Regions from separate parts of the Pan troglodytes genome. Here region 1 is linked to region 2. The links are chromatin contacts, called in public Hi-C maps. All regions are on one chromosome and are shown on one strand. Each heading gives the region's core, a stretch centred on a gene start, on an enhancer-like site or on the middle of the called end of the contact. The rest is flanking DNA. Distances are from core to core; before and after follow the strand shown. Region 1 holds the start of ARHGEF16 (Rho guanine nucleotide exchange factor 16). Region 2 holds the start of MEGF6 (multiple EGF like domains 6).

What was found. A called contact is a pair of places that touch in the nucleus more often than the background predicts.
Region 1: a Hi-C map of stem cell-derived neural progenitor cells shows a contact between it and region 2, with 6 times the contacts expected there. The contact joins the promoter of ARHGEF16 here to the promoter of MEGF6 in region 2. A contact is called at or near these places in 2 of 7 Hi-C or Micro-C datasets (induced pluripotent stem cells and stem cell-derived neural progenitor cells) and 1 of 1 datasets of contacts at active chromatin or transcription factors (stem cell-derived excitatory neurons).

The regions. Positions count from the first base shown.
Region 1 is chr1:228,629,570-228,633,054 of NHGRI_mPanTro3-v2.0_pri, reverse strand. It overlaps ARHGEF16 (Rho guanine nucleotide exchange factor 16), which reads left to right and starts at 1,521. Exons shown (of 15, transcript XM_024355906.3): 1 at 1,521-1,871.
Region 2 is chr1:228,456,520-228,460,166 of NHGRI_mPanTro3-v2.0_pri, reverse strand. MEGF6 (multiple EGF like domains 6) reads right to left here and starts at 2,191. Exons shown (of 37, transcript XM_063805650.1): 1 at 2,109-2,191. All of the region lies in intron 1 of TPRG1L (tumor protein p63 regulated 1 like), which reads left to right. It also overlaps the pseudogene LOC134809441.

The DNA.
Region 1 (3,485 bases), core at 272-2,771, 170 kb before region 2:
GACTGACCCAAGCACACGCTGAGTGGCCTCTGGAAGCCAGCAGGACATGGGGAGACGAAGCCAGACCCAGGGTGGCTGAACGGGCCCAGCAGGGGCTGGACAGAAGGTGTGGGGTTGGGGGTAACGTGGAGGCAGCCACTGAAAGAGGGTTTTACAGGAAAGCACTCAGTGGGAATCAGGAACCTGGGTCCTGCTGACTGGCCTGGTGCAAGGCTTCTGTCCCCTCACTGGGCCTCAGTGACCCCACCGCACCTCAGTCCCCTCACGGGTCAAGGCTCCGGGACACCCCAGCTCCCTCCGGCAGGCCGGGCCTCGTCGGTGCAGTACCCATCATGGACTCAGGAGGGCAGCAGCCACCTGCCTTTCCCAAGAGCTGCCTGGAAGTGGAGCCTCCCCACAGGCGCCTCCAGGTGGAGGCTGCAGCCCACAGGGGTCAACTCTTAGCTCCTCCCTCATCCCCCCTCCCCCCCGGGGGGATGGATGGCCCACGGGACCCATCCCTGAGGCCAGCCTGTGCCCTGCCCAGATGGCACCTGACACCCAGGCAGCCCCAGCCACAGGGCAGACATTGGGGGACTAGTGGGTAGGGCGACCAGTGCAGGAGGGGCAGGGCAGGCCGCCCCTCTACCTATGACACCTGAGAAAATGCCAAGTGACAGCCCCAGAGCCTGTGGTGTCTCCTCAACCCGCAACGGGATCTCACGGCCGCCCAGGCCAGGGAGGCAGGTCCTGGGAGGAGGGTGGTCAGAGCCTCTGGCTGGCGCACCGGTGCCCGGCCCACGACCCCAAGGCCTGGGGTCAGTGAGGGGACGCTGGTAGAAGCTGACCCAAAGCCCAGTGTGGATGTTCACATGGAGGCCTTTGGCAACAGGCCTTTCCTGAAAAGGGGATGATGGAGGCAGGTCAGAAGTGGGTCTGAGCCCTGGGACCTCAGGTCACATTCCTGAATGGCCAGGCCCAAGCTTGGGAGGCTTGGCTCAGCCCCCAGCCCCTCCCACGGCACCAGGTGGCCTGATTCCTGAACCCCCAGCTGGGGGGCTGCTGCAGGCTCTGCCCGGGGCCCCCCCTCACTTTCACACGGGTTCCCAGCAGGCGGAGCAAGGAAAGGCCAGGCTCGGAGTCCAGGCTCAGCCTTGTGCACGAGGGCGAGCGCCTTCCTTTCCAGGACTCGGTCCTTCTCTGTGAAATGGGGATGACCGCGACTCAACCACACCAAAAAAGTGGCCAGAGTGCTTTGCGCCCTCTTGGCTGTCTTTGGCCGCCTGGCTTCCAAGAATCCAGAGGGCCGGGCCTTTCTACAGCAAACATCGGTCCCCGCAGGGCTGGTCTCCTTCCCCGAAGGCTTCCTGGAGGAGGCAGTGGAGCGGGGCCTGGAAGGACAGTGACGCAGGAGGGAGCCGAGCCGCTCTGGCCCCACGCCTGGCAGGCGACGCCCGGGCCGGCCTCGAGGGGGCGTGGGCGCGGGGAGGGAAGGCGCAGGCACCGGGCGGCGGCGGCTCGGCGGGAATCGAGAGGCGCGATCCAGTCCGGGCGATCACGTGGGCTCCAGCCGGCCCAGGTGGGGCTGTGACCTGTGACGCAGGCGGCGCCGCCACAGGTGCCCGGGACGCGCCCCGCCCCCTCCCCGGCCCTCCCCGCCCGGGCCCTCGGACCCGGAGCAGCCCCGCCCGCCCAGCGCCCACCTGCGGGGCCGCAGCCGCCGCCCTCCAGCCAGACCGCGCAGGAAGTGGAGGAGGCGCCCCGGGCCGCACCGCGCGGCCGGAGGAGAGAAGCGGCTGCAGGACAGGACAGGACCCGGCGCTGGAAGCTGCACCGCCAGCGCGCCGCCCCTCCGTCCCTCCGCCCCGCGGCGCAGGTGAGCCGGGGGACAGGTGAGTCGGGGCTCGGGGGAGCCGGGTGGGGGGATTAGCCCGGGGGAGGCGCCAGGAACCCGGGGCGCTTCTCCTCCCCCTCGCTTTTCCCGCAAGCCCCGCCCCGGCAGCCGCAACAACTTCGCGACCCTCCTGGGGCTCCGCCGGGGCGGGAGAGGCGGGGCTCGCGGGCTGAGCCGGATGCGACTTTGGACCCGCCCCCCCCCACACACGAGGCAGCCCCCTGCTTGCCCCCGCCCGCTCGCTCGCTGCCCTCTCTCGACCCCGAGTGGCCGCTTCCTCTTCCTAAAGGAAAACTTCCATGCAACCGGAACCTGGGTTCAGACTTGAGCGCGGAGGACTCTGGAAGCCCCAGGGAGTTTGAAAGAGCATGGGCTGGGGGGCGGAACAGAACGACCCTCCCGGGAGCTCTTTGGGGAATCTGACACCCAAACCTGCTTTGGCCCCAAAATTTCAGAAAAGCCCCGAGAAGGAAGAACCCCACACCCAAGACAAACCCAAACCATACGCCCGTCCCCCACCCTTGGCCTTGGTGGGCGGTGGCAGGGAGGGACCTGCTTTGTCTCACCTGAGAAGGGAGATGGGGAGGGGTGCGTCCCACCTACCAGGGAGCCGTGGCCGCTTGTCTTGGCCGCTCAGCCTCTTTCTGCGCCTGTGAAATGGGAACAGTATCCCTTTTGAGATTTGAGTAGGTGGGGGGACTGAGGGAGTGGCAGCGATGGCAGGTCTTGGTGACCTGCATCTGACCTGAATCAAGGCCTGAATCTTCTCTGTGTCCTTGAGGGGAACAGTCTGTGCACCACCTAACATGGGGGCCTAGGGGGTGCGTGTGGGCCTGGCTGGGACCAGCAAGAGGGTCCAGGTGCTGTGCCTGGCTGCAGGCCCTGACCCCTCCGTGGCATAGTTCCCAGGCGTGTGGGTTTCAGGCTCACATCCTGGCTCTCTGTGAACTAAGCAGCTCTTGGGGCCTCGGTTTCCTCATCCGTAAAATGGGACTAGTAGGAGTGTTGAGTTAGAAGATGTTGACCCACAAGTGTGCCAGGCAGACGTGGCCCCTGCTGTGCGATGCCCACAGCCAGCAGAGGGGAACAGGGTGAGATGAAAGGCACTGTCCAGAGCAGGAGCCATGGGCTGAAGGTGGGCACTCCTCACCCACCCCAGTCCTGCTGGAAGGGAGGTGTCTTGGGGGCTTCCTGGAAGAAGTAAGTCACCTGGACCAAAGTCACCTGGAGGGTGGGATGGGCCCTCCCCCCACCTGGACACTGGGGAGAAACCCTTGTTGGGGGGGCCTCCCTGAGGTCGCTGGCTCTTCAGGGGCCATCTCTGACCCACAGGACCACCCTATGTGGGAGGCACTTTCTACCTACACATGAGGAAACTGAGGCACAGAGGTGAAGCAGTGAGAAGCGGCGTGCCAGGGTCCCCCCAGCTCACATGTGGCGTGCAGGTCCCCATCCTGAGGATGACCGTCTGTGTTCACGTTGTGATCCAGGCGCAGGCGCTCCCCGCGAGTTTGGGTCTGAGTTTTCGTTTTGGTTTCCAGATGGATCTGGGCTGCTCCTGTCCTTAGCACAGGGGACCATCCGTCTGGAGCAGCGTCCTTATTTCTAGTGA
Region 2 (3,647 bases), core at 942-3,441:
AGTGGGTGCTTTTCCCTTGGCACTGACGCTGCCACTAGACCACGGTCCGCTTGGTAACGGGTGTCTTCCCAGACGCTGGTGTTACCGCTAGACCAAGAAGCCCTCTGGTGGCCCTGTCCGGGCATAACAGAAGGCTCGCACTCATCTTCTGGTCACTTCTCACCATGTCCCCTCAGCTCCCATCTCTGTACGGCCTGGTTTTTTCTAGGTTATGATTGTAGAGCGAGGATTATTATAATATTGGAATAAAGAGCAATTACTACAAATTAATGATTAATGATATTTACATATAATCATATCTATGATCTAGATCTAGTATAACTCTTGTTATTTTATATATCTTATTACACTGGAACAGCTCGTGCCCTTGGTCTCTTGCCTCAGCACCGGGGTGGCTTGCTGTCCACAGGCACTGACTAGTGGAGCTATGAGAAGGGGGACACTGTCCTCCAGCCCCCAGAATGGTAGATCTACCAACAGCTTGCACCCTGCACCTGGAAAAGCCGCAGGCACTCAGGGGCAGAGCTTCCCAAGGCCTTGGAAGCCCACCCCTTGCATCAGTGTGGCCCTGGATGTGGGACATGCAGTCAAAGGAGATTATTTTGGAGCTGTAAGATATAATGACTAACCCACTAGATTTTGGACTTGCATGGGGCTTTTAGCCCCTTTGTTTTGGCCAATTTCTCCCTTTTGGAATGGGACCATTTACCGAGTGCCAGTACCTCCATTATACCTTGGAAGTAACTAACTTGTTTTTGATTTTACAGGTTCATAGGCAGAAGGGACTTTGTCTCAGATGAGACTTTGGACTGTGGACTTTTGAGTTAATGCTGAAATAAGACTTTGGGGGACTGTTGGGAGGGCATGATTGGTTTTGAAATGTAAAAAGGACATGAGATTTAGGAGCGGCCGGGGTAGAATGATATGGTTTAGCTGTGTCCCCACCCAAATCTCATCTCGAATTGTAATCCCCACATGTCGAGGGAGGGACCTGGTGGGAGGTGACTGGAGCATGGGGGCGATTTCCCCCATGCTGTTCTTGTCATAGTTCTCACAAGATCTGATGGTTTAAGTGTGGCACATCCCACTACCCCTGCCGCCATGTAAGACGTGCCTTGCTTCCCCTTTGCCTTCCGCCATGATTGTAAGTTTCCTAAGGTCTCCCCAGTCATGTGTAACTGTGAGTCAATGAAACCTCTTTTCTTTATAAATTACCCAGATTCAGGTAAGTTCTTCATATTAATAGCAGTGGGAAAACAAACAAACACAGTGACCTTATTTGGTCAAACATGCTGATGATCGACTAAAGATGAGGTCACTAGGGTGGTCCCTAATCCAACGGGGATGTTGCAGAAGAGACCCACCTGGAGAAGGTCGTGTGAAGATGGAGGCAGGGATGGGAGCAGTGCATGAGCAAGCCCAGGACACCAAGCAGGCCTGGCAGAGCAAGACATGCGTCAACCCTCAGGGCTGCAGAGGGAGCATGGCCCTGCACACCCCTTGATTTTGGACTTCTGGCCTCCAGGGCTATGAGGAAACACGTTTCTGTTGTTTTTAAAACAGTTGTTGTTTTTAAAACCAGTTTGTGATGCATTGTGACAGAAGCCCCAGGAAACTCATCCATATTGAGTGAAATTTGTTTATTGTCTAAAATACAGTCCCTCCATCATCTATCCCTCCTGTCATTTCTGGAATTTATAGACATCCAAGTCACTCCCCATATCCACAGAAGGCTCAGGCACCTGGTTCAGAATCCTCATTGTCCTGCCAGCTCCCGCCAGCAGTCTGCAGCCTCGGCCCCAGCCAGTGTCACTTCATCCCATTCCCTGGACATCTGGTTCCAGGACCACGGCTCCATCCTTGGCGTGGTCCAGAACTTGCTCCTACCTCTCTCCCTCATTCTCCCTCTTTCTCCCCCCCATTCTCTCTCCCTCTCTTTCTCATTCTTCCTTCTCCTCCCTCTTTCTCCCTCCCTCTCTCTGGAATCTCTGGTTCCAGTTGCCCATCACTGACCACAGCTTGCAGCTGCCCAGGTATTTCTCATCTACATCCGCTCAGCTCCCTCCCGGCCTCTGGTCTTCCTCCCTCAGGGGTATTCTCCCACTCACCAGCACCTGTTGGATCCGCGGCCATTTCTAACCGGACTGGATACTTGGACCTCAAGGTCCCCGCTGGTGAGATAGCTGGGAGACGCTCGTCTGTAGGTCCCTCTGGCCGGTCTTGCTGGGCGTGCCAAGAACACATTGCCCTGACCACTCTTTTCTGGGCCATTTCTCACGCCTGTGCTTGCAGTGGGCACCCTTGCCGGGGAGACAGCCTCCCTGTGGGACAAAGACCACATTGGTCCACAGGCTCCGGGGTCCTGTTTTGTAGCGCACCCGCTGTGGTGCAACATGCGTCTGGGCACACCAGCGTCGCCCGTTTCCTGTTGTAGTCTTTCCTCTCTGACTCCAGGGGTATTGCGTCTTTCTGCCAGCGCCCATGCAACTTTGGCAGCCTGGCCTGTCTGCTGGCAAGTGGGGCAGAATCCCTGCACTCCGCCATTCTTGGGCAACACTCCCTCTAGGATTTTGGCCTCCCTTTTCTCTCTGGTCTTTGACCACCGCTACCCAGCAAACTCCTCCATCTAGACCAGCCAGCATTGGTTTCTTCCACTCCCCCAGCTGCCGCGTGGGAGGCGCCACTGCAAACTTCCCTGGGGTCTCCCAGCTGCTCAGAGATCCCCATGCCCTTCCCTGATCAGCTCCCTGCCCGGTTCTCATCCCGGCGATTCTAAACCGTCCATCTTTACAAATACTCCGCTCCATCCCCACTCCCTGACTGAAGTAAACAGATGTATCCTGAACTCCTCATTCTCCCCCCATCTCACTCTCCTCGCCTGTGTGCACCTCGCCTCGTGTGTCTTCCTCACCTCCGAGCAGAGGGATCTGTCCTCCTGCCCGAAGGTAACTCTGACCCCTGGACTCTGCGCCTCCTTCCCGCAGCCTCCACCAGATTGCGGGTCCGTTCACCGCCCCCCTCCACACGCGCTGGGGGCACCTCCGGGAGCTGGGGCTAGCGCAGGGCACACACATGTTCCACCTCGAACTGCGAGCGCTGACCGGGATCTCTGGGCAGCCCTCTCTGTGTGCACTGGCTTGCTGAAGGCTCGCGACAGCCTGGGCCTGGGCGCGCATTCCAGCACTTTCTACCCTCCCGCTTCAGAGTGCATTGCTCTGTGGATCCGTCACGAATAAGCCGTGTGTGAAGAACGCCAGGTCCCGGCAGCAGATCGCTGCCCGGCGTGCGAACTCCCCCACGGTGCACCAGGGCCGCCGCCCTGCATCCTCCAACCTCAGCTCCCCGGCACCGCGACCCTCCGTGCAGTGCGAGCCCCCGTTGGGCGCGCGCCCCCACCTGCGCTCCAGAAGGCCGAAGGGGGCATCCCACTTGCAGGGCGGGTCACCCGCTTTCCCCGCGGGCCAAGGGGCTCCAAGATTCCCAGCCCCTCCTTCCCAGCCGCTCCGCGACACCCTGGCAACCGGCTTCGGTCCCGCCCCTTCTCGTTGTGTAAACAGGAAGTGAGCCTGCGCGTGACGGTCGCTTCCGGCCCGGCGAGGGGCGGGAGCGATTGTGAACGGCGGCGGGGCAGAGCCAATCGCGGAAAA